2 separate regions of the Mus musculus genome follow, and region 2 is linked to region 1. A link is a contact called in public Hi-C data. All regions are on one chromosome and are shown on one strand. The core of a region is the stretch at or near the end of the contact, and the rest is flanking DNA. Distances in the headings are between cores, read along the strand shown. Region 1 has its middle 16 kb from the start of Dut. Region 2 overlaps Fbn1 (fibrillin 1).

Evidence for each region. Hi-C and Micro-C count contacts between places; a contact is called where the count stands out from the background.
Region 2: a contact with region 1 is called in a Hi-C map of embryonic fibroblasts, with 2.9 times the contacts expected there. The contact joins two enhancer-like sites. A contact is called at or near these places in 14 of 39 promoter capture datasets (the 3T3-L1 cell line, 3T3-L1-derived adipocytes, HPC-7-derived erythroid cells and 9 more), 8 of 484 Hi-C or Micro-C datasets (B cells, the F1.1 cell line, LSK cells and 5 more), 2 of 115 datasets of contacts at active chromatin or transcription factors (the NIH/3T3 cell line and extraembryonic endoderm stem cells) and 1 of 9 other capture datasets (embryonic stem cells).

Annotation. Positions count from the first base shown.
Region 1 is chr2:125,262,311-125,265,487 of GRCm38.p6, reverse strand. No RefSeq gene overlaps it. Among named protein-coding and RNA genes, the nearest start is that of Dut, 16 kb to the right of the region's middle. Within about 2 kb of position 1,422, at least 37 of the 459 cell types and tissues checked have an H3K27ac peak or open chromatin away from gene starts, as enhancers often do. A contact at or near this core is called in embryonic fibroblasts, where this site is marked.
Region 2 is chr2:125,469,075-125,472,251 of GRCm38.p6, reverse strand. The region is part of intron 4 of Fbn1 (fibrillin 1); the gene reads left to right. Among named protein-coding and RNA genes, the nearest start is that of Fbn1, 36 kb to the left of the region's middle. Within about 2 kb of position 1,426, at least 57 of the 459 cell types and tissues checked have an H3K27ac peak or open chromatin away from gene starts, as enhancers often do. A contact at or near this core is called in embryonic fibroblasts, where this site is marked.

The sequences.
Region 1 (3,177 bases), core at 173-2,672:
ACAGACAGTAGACTCCCAGGCCTGGCTAGCATTACCACTCTCCAACAAAGCTCAGGCTGCCAGCAACTGACAAGTATCATAGTGGGTTTTCACAATTTCTCACTCGAAAGCTAGATTTTTTTTAATGTACGTTGGCTTTTTCTTTAAAACATAATTTGCATTTCATTATGTCATATTATAACTTCATATAAAAAGTAAAGATTGCAAAGTGTACTATACCAGTATCTACGTGTCAGCACACTTCATGATTTTCATAAAGGGGGCAGCTCAGCAGGGCTTCCCCTTGGCTGTGGGGCGTGTGTGTGTTTGGTACAAATGAGGTAAATCCTGGTAATACAATTCAAATCTCCTTGGACTTGGTTCTAGAAAAGAAAACATACCTGGTGGCCAGGGAGTCGTAGGAAAGCTTAACAAGAAGACTGAGTTAACAGCTGTCTCTGGGCTTTAGCTACAATGATGGCTGCCACATCACCCTTGAGGCTTGTTGTCTGTTACTCTGATCACAAGGTCTTTGGTAGAAGACTACCTTGTTTGTTTGTTTGTTTGTTTGTTTGTTTTAATAGGGTTTTTCTCTGTAGCTCTGGCTGCCCTGAAACTCACTCTGTACAGCAGGGTGGCCTCAAACTCACAGAGATCTGCTTGCCTCTGTTGGAACTATTTCTAGGCTTAAGGACTGCTGGCAGGTTCCTTTATCACCACCAAGTTCCACCAGTTCCTATTACTTAGACTTTTGTCGGTGGTGGAGACTTTGAGAACACTGGCAGAGCAGCCAAGGTGTGACTGTGAGATGTACTCCCTGATACCTTGGGTTGTCCCCATCTGTTTTCTTCAGGATATAATTAGTTCCCAACATCTGGAGGTAAATAATTAGCAGCCATCACTCATTAAGTGCAGGAGATGTCCGCCACATGCTCACTGTCATAATGCTCACATTACTGAAAAAGAAAAGATAAGCCAAGAGATAGAGAGACCAGGTGCATTTTAAATGGCGTCAGCTGGTGGCTTTTGGTTCAGACCTCTGGTGCAATGGCCTTACAGAACCCACCCGACAGCAGACCAGAGCTGGGTATGTAAGATCACACAATACAGATATTTTTTCCATTCTTCCACGTGAGTAGCAATGCAACCTCAGCCCCAACATGGCTGTTGGTTTGAAAACAATATGTTTTAAAGATCTGAATAAAATGTCTGCAAATACAAGTGCCACATTTTGTCCAGAGGAGCCAGCTGGGAGAGTGTGGCAGCAGCAGCAGCAGTCCAAGTGCTCAGGGCTTCATCCTTTCAGGAACATACTGACAATTATTCCTAGTTGTTGTTTGTGATGACAAAGCAAGCTGATAATTCTCTCCCAGCTCTCTCACATCTGCACCAGGAAACGTTTGAAGATTGGAACCCTGTGAGGTACTGAGGAAAGCATTCAGCTCTCTCACACTCGAGGTCACACAATTTTGCAAGTCAAAAAAACGTTGGGAATGCCAAAAACATCACGCTGTGCACTACCAAATAAAAGAACACTGTTATTCTTACAAGGGGAGACTTGATGGGACAGGAAGTGGGCAGGCCTGCGACGTTTACTAATACCGAGGCATTTAACCCGTCGTGCAGCCAAAATACAATGACAGCTTAAAACAAATAAACAAACAGCTGTGACACAAAACAAAACCACTGGGGACATGGCCTTCACTGAATCCAGCTATTAGATTTTTGGCAAATACATGAAGTGGGTTACCTCAGACAACTCCAGGGAAAGTTCTAGAAGTCTTCTTGTCCCTGCTACATGCATTTCACGCAGATAATTAAGATTAAGGCAGTTTTAATTTAAGGTTAGAAAGTTCAAACAAAGAAGACTTGATCTTAAAATGTTGTAAGTGATTTCATTAAAGGGTAATTCTTGAAAAAGCCACATTCTCCTTAAAATAGGGAGGGGGAAGAAGAAAAGAGAAAATGGAAGAAAAATCTAGTTCCTTGGCATAATTTTCATTTTTGTTTCAACACAGCAGGAGGGCAGGGCCCGCTGGGTTCTCGGCCTTCCTAATGCCAGGGGGCGATTAGACAAAGTCCACAACCAGCCAAACCTTAAGGACATAATCTCACTTTTCAAACAACTCCTGCCCATTTGCTCTCAAATGTTGCTACATCCCATCTTCTGCCAGGCTTTGGGTCCACTGGGAGTCTTCAATTTATAATTGAGTTGGTTTTTTTTTTTTTTTAGTTAAAAAGCAAACAGAAAGTGACATCTAGTGGGCACCTGGATGAAAGCCTCTGCATCAGTGGTTCCCAGCCTTCCTAATGCTAGCACAGAGCCTCACGCTGTGGTGACCTCCCACCGAAATGTAAATATCTGACATGCAGGATGTCTGATATGCAAGCCCTGTGACGGGGTCGTTAAATACCCCAAGGGGTCACATCCCACAGGTTGAGAACTGCTTCTCTGGATGACAATTTCAATATTGTATTTTACAAATATTTAATTATTTTGATTCTCAAATAGTCTTTTATCTTCCTAAGATGGAAATAAAAAAAAACCTATTTGATAAAAAGACTGTTAAGAATGGCAAACTGTAGAGCCGGGCGTGGTGGCGCACGCCTTTAATCCCAGCACTCGGGAGGCAGGGGCAGGCGGATTTCTGAGTTCGAGGTCAGCCTGGCCCACAAAGTGAGTTCCAGGACAGCCAGGGCTATACAGAGAAACCCTGTCTCGAAAAACCAAAAAAAAAAAAAAAAAAAGAATTGCAAACTGTCGTTTTCTTTCCTTACAAAAAAACATTTTTCTTCTCAAAAAATATGAACAAGAACTTTGGAGATAAAGCACTAGAGAAACATAGAGAAACAGTAGCAGTGCTACTGGGCACTGGGGACCATGAGGGCGATAGCCAACCATGTATGTGGGCATGCAGACAAGGCAGGAAGCCAGCCACAGATCCCAGCTGATATGCCTTAAGAAGATGAACAAATCTATCTACTTCCTCGAGTGCCCACCCTCAAATTCGGGGAAGCACGCAGGCTTTTGACACTGGTGGGTGCCTTTGCTGGTTTCCTAAGTGATCAATGGAGTCGGCTGAGATTTTAATTAGGATTAGGGAAGCTGAACCTTGACCTTGCACAATTGCATTTCATGTATCAGAGGTGTCCAGGTGGGTGCACACAGGGACATCTACAGCCTGGATTTGTGAAAGG
Region 2 (3,177 bases), core at 177-2,676, 210 kb before region 1:
TTGTTTTAAGCTGTGTGAGTCTGTAGACACCCACAGATGTTTATGCACCTAAGGGAATTATCGGTCCAAATGAAAACTGTCTGTGTCTTGCAGTGACTCAGGCCACCTCAGTGGATTGTTGTCTCAGGTGTAGAGGCTAGAGTTTGGTCTGCCTATTTCATTTTTCTGTTTGGGCTTTTCCCAGTGCTGAAATTAAAGCACACATTCAGTTGCTTATTTGAAAATTTCCTAATGCTCTCTCTGGGGGCTGAGCCTGCCTAGAGGGTGATGGTTGAGATGTTGAGATCCAAATGTTGGCCCTGCATCTTTCCCTTCCTGTGCTGCATGCATGCCATTCCTTTCTAGTTAGTCATTTTAATGAGTTTGTACCGCACTTTCTAAAGACAGGCTTTGAGCTCTTCCTGCGACCTTCTCAATGGAAGATTTTCAGTGGGTGCTTGTTGAGTGATTGAAGGGACCGATTCTGAAATGAATACAATACTTATTTGGGACCTTTTGTGGCTGCAGGTAAATGTGGGCCGTGTCTGTTACTTCTAGGTTGTGGATCCTGGTGTGAAATGATCAGAGGTTCTCTGGCCATCTTTAATGGGACTTTTTCATTAGGGGTCTGACTGCACAGGTCAGCTTCAACTTGCACAATGACTGCTTAGACTCTCTTAGTATTCTGTTTCTGGTAAAATCTCAATACGGGTTGAGTTTAGGCATGTGTCTTGACATGGGTTTTTTAGCACATCCATTGATGGATACTGCATCCTATGAGTGTGAGTAGAACTCATAGTCTGGTCCCTCTAAACAATTTCCAGATTAGGCGGCAAAGGCAAAGCCTTGTCAGAGATACTAGGTTTGCACCCACCTTCTAAAATAACTTTTGAGATGAAGTCTCAGTCTGTAGATTATGGGAATTTACTCTGTAGCCCAGGCTAGCCTTGAATGTATGCCAACACTTCCACACGCCAGCCTCAGTCTACCCAGTGCTGAGTGTTTGTACAGACAAACCACATACCAGGCTTGCTCCCACTTTTAAAGGAACACTTTTTCCTTAAGCTCTAGGACCCATCTATGAAAGCAGTGATGGAGGCCTCCATTCTGCTGATAACCCCAAGGCCCACTGGGCAGCGTGACCACTGGGCTCACAATGACTTTTGGCCTTCCAAGTCTCACAGGGTGGTTTTGTTTTTTATAAAGGAGAAAGAATATTTTTAACCTGGAGAAGTTTCAACTGGAAAGAGGGGGTTTAAGGAAATGAAAGCTGTATCAAGGGAGGCTTTTGATCTGTCACGTTTCAGTGTACACAGAGTTGTTCTTCCTGGAAAGGAGATTTTGCCCTGACTTTCAATTTGAACAAGTAACTGGGAAGCCACTGTGCAAGCCACTGGTCACTCTTTCCTTTTTTTGTTTGAAATTGCAGAGTAGCTAAGCGGCTTTGTTGCTCGTGTGGGAATGGAAATCGGGCCTTGGCATGAGCCACTTTAATTGAAATCAGTTTGTGCACTGAGTTTGCTCGAAGGATGACGTCATTTCCTGCCCTTTCCCAGTCCTTGCTGTTTTTCTAAGATAGCATGGAACTAAGCATAGCACTGAGTTTTAAAGCAATTGTACACCATTTCCTGACCCACTTAGAATAGTATCCAAAGCCTTAAGCGTATTTTTTCCTTTCTATACTTGTAGATTGTTTTAGAGTTAAAAAGCATTTGGCTTAGAGGCTTTAATGGAGCCTAAAGTAACCGTTTGTCTGCATGGTTTGCTTGATGTCTGTAGCAGGGGGAGCTATTAGCGCTTGTAGATGGAGGGAAAAAGGTTAAAATGTTTGAATCATTATCCTCTTAGAGCTATATAGGCACCTGGGACACACGGGGCAGCTTCTTAACCTGGGTTACTCTTCCAGTCTGCTCATCAAACCAGATGTGCAGGGTTTCATCATCTCCCGTCTGGCTTGGGAGGGAGGGCAGAGCAGAAGTCAGAGAGGAGCAAAGAAACAGAGAGGCATTTAAAGGCTGATGGAGACTGGTGGGATTTGATGAGAGCTTTAGTTTGGTCCCCGAGAGCTAGGGACAAAGAAACAGGAGAGGTTAGGAGGGGTTCCACAAAGGGACCACCTCAGAATACCTTGCATTTTTAATGACTCATAGTAGGCATTCAGATTTATTTGTCAGGGGACCGAATGATCTGTTTCCAGGTCAGGAGACTGTTCTGGGAGCTCTGATGGGTTGTTTAGGGCCCTACTGGAGAGGCTTTGAGTGCTGAGGTGCAGGGATCTTCTAGCTCAGGAGAAATGGAGCCTTTTATGACATTCCAGGAAGAGAGCAAGATTCTTGAAAAGGCAGATCACTTTCAACTCTTTGTGTCTGAGAGGCTGCAGTAAGAATAGGAGTTCAATTTTTCATTTTTCGGCTGTCGGGCTAGGTTGACCTCTGAATATTTGTAGCTCTTTAGACAAATGTCCTTTCCTCACATAGCCAAGTAGTCATTTCTTAGCACTGCTGCGAGGACCTCTCACAGATGAGGTTGGCTGTGGGGAGGACTCTCTTGTACTCTAAGGGGAAGAGTACTCTGGCTTGCGCATTCCATGAAGACAGCTTAAGAGTGCTCAGAGCCCATTGACTCCTGCTTCTGCATAGTCGGGACAGACCTCTGTTCCCTGCTGAGCCATTTCCACTGGGAATTGACTCCCACACATAGGACACACCAGAAAAAAAGCCAAAACTCCAGCTTCCAACTATGGCCTCATATTGAGAAGTGTCAACAGGACTCATGATTCCCTTAGCCAAGCCTTTAGTCTCCTCTAGGTAGGGTAGTTACTGCTTCTAGCAACTAGGGATCAGCTGGACCTTTTGAAAATGCTACCAGCACAAGATAGCTTACATGCTAGAGGAGAGAGCATGTTCTGTGACTATGGACATCTCTCATAGGAGGGTCTACCAGATATTTCTAAGACTCCACTTTTAGTGTGTCACTGCATTAGCATATCACTGTCTGTCTCAGGTCTGATGGTATCCACCCATAGTCTAGGATTTAGAAATGCACACTTCTCTAGGTGAGAATGTGACACAGAATGGATTTGAAATACTGATGGTCTTTCATTTAACGTTACAGTTTAAATGAGCAGCGCTTTCTAAGTTCAACTCTCTGTCCATCAAACATCGTTGCTATTGTAACGCTTCTAGTATGTCCTTTTAG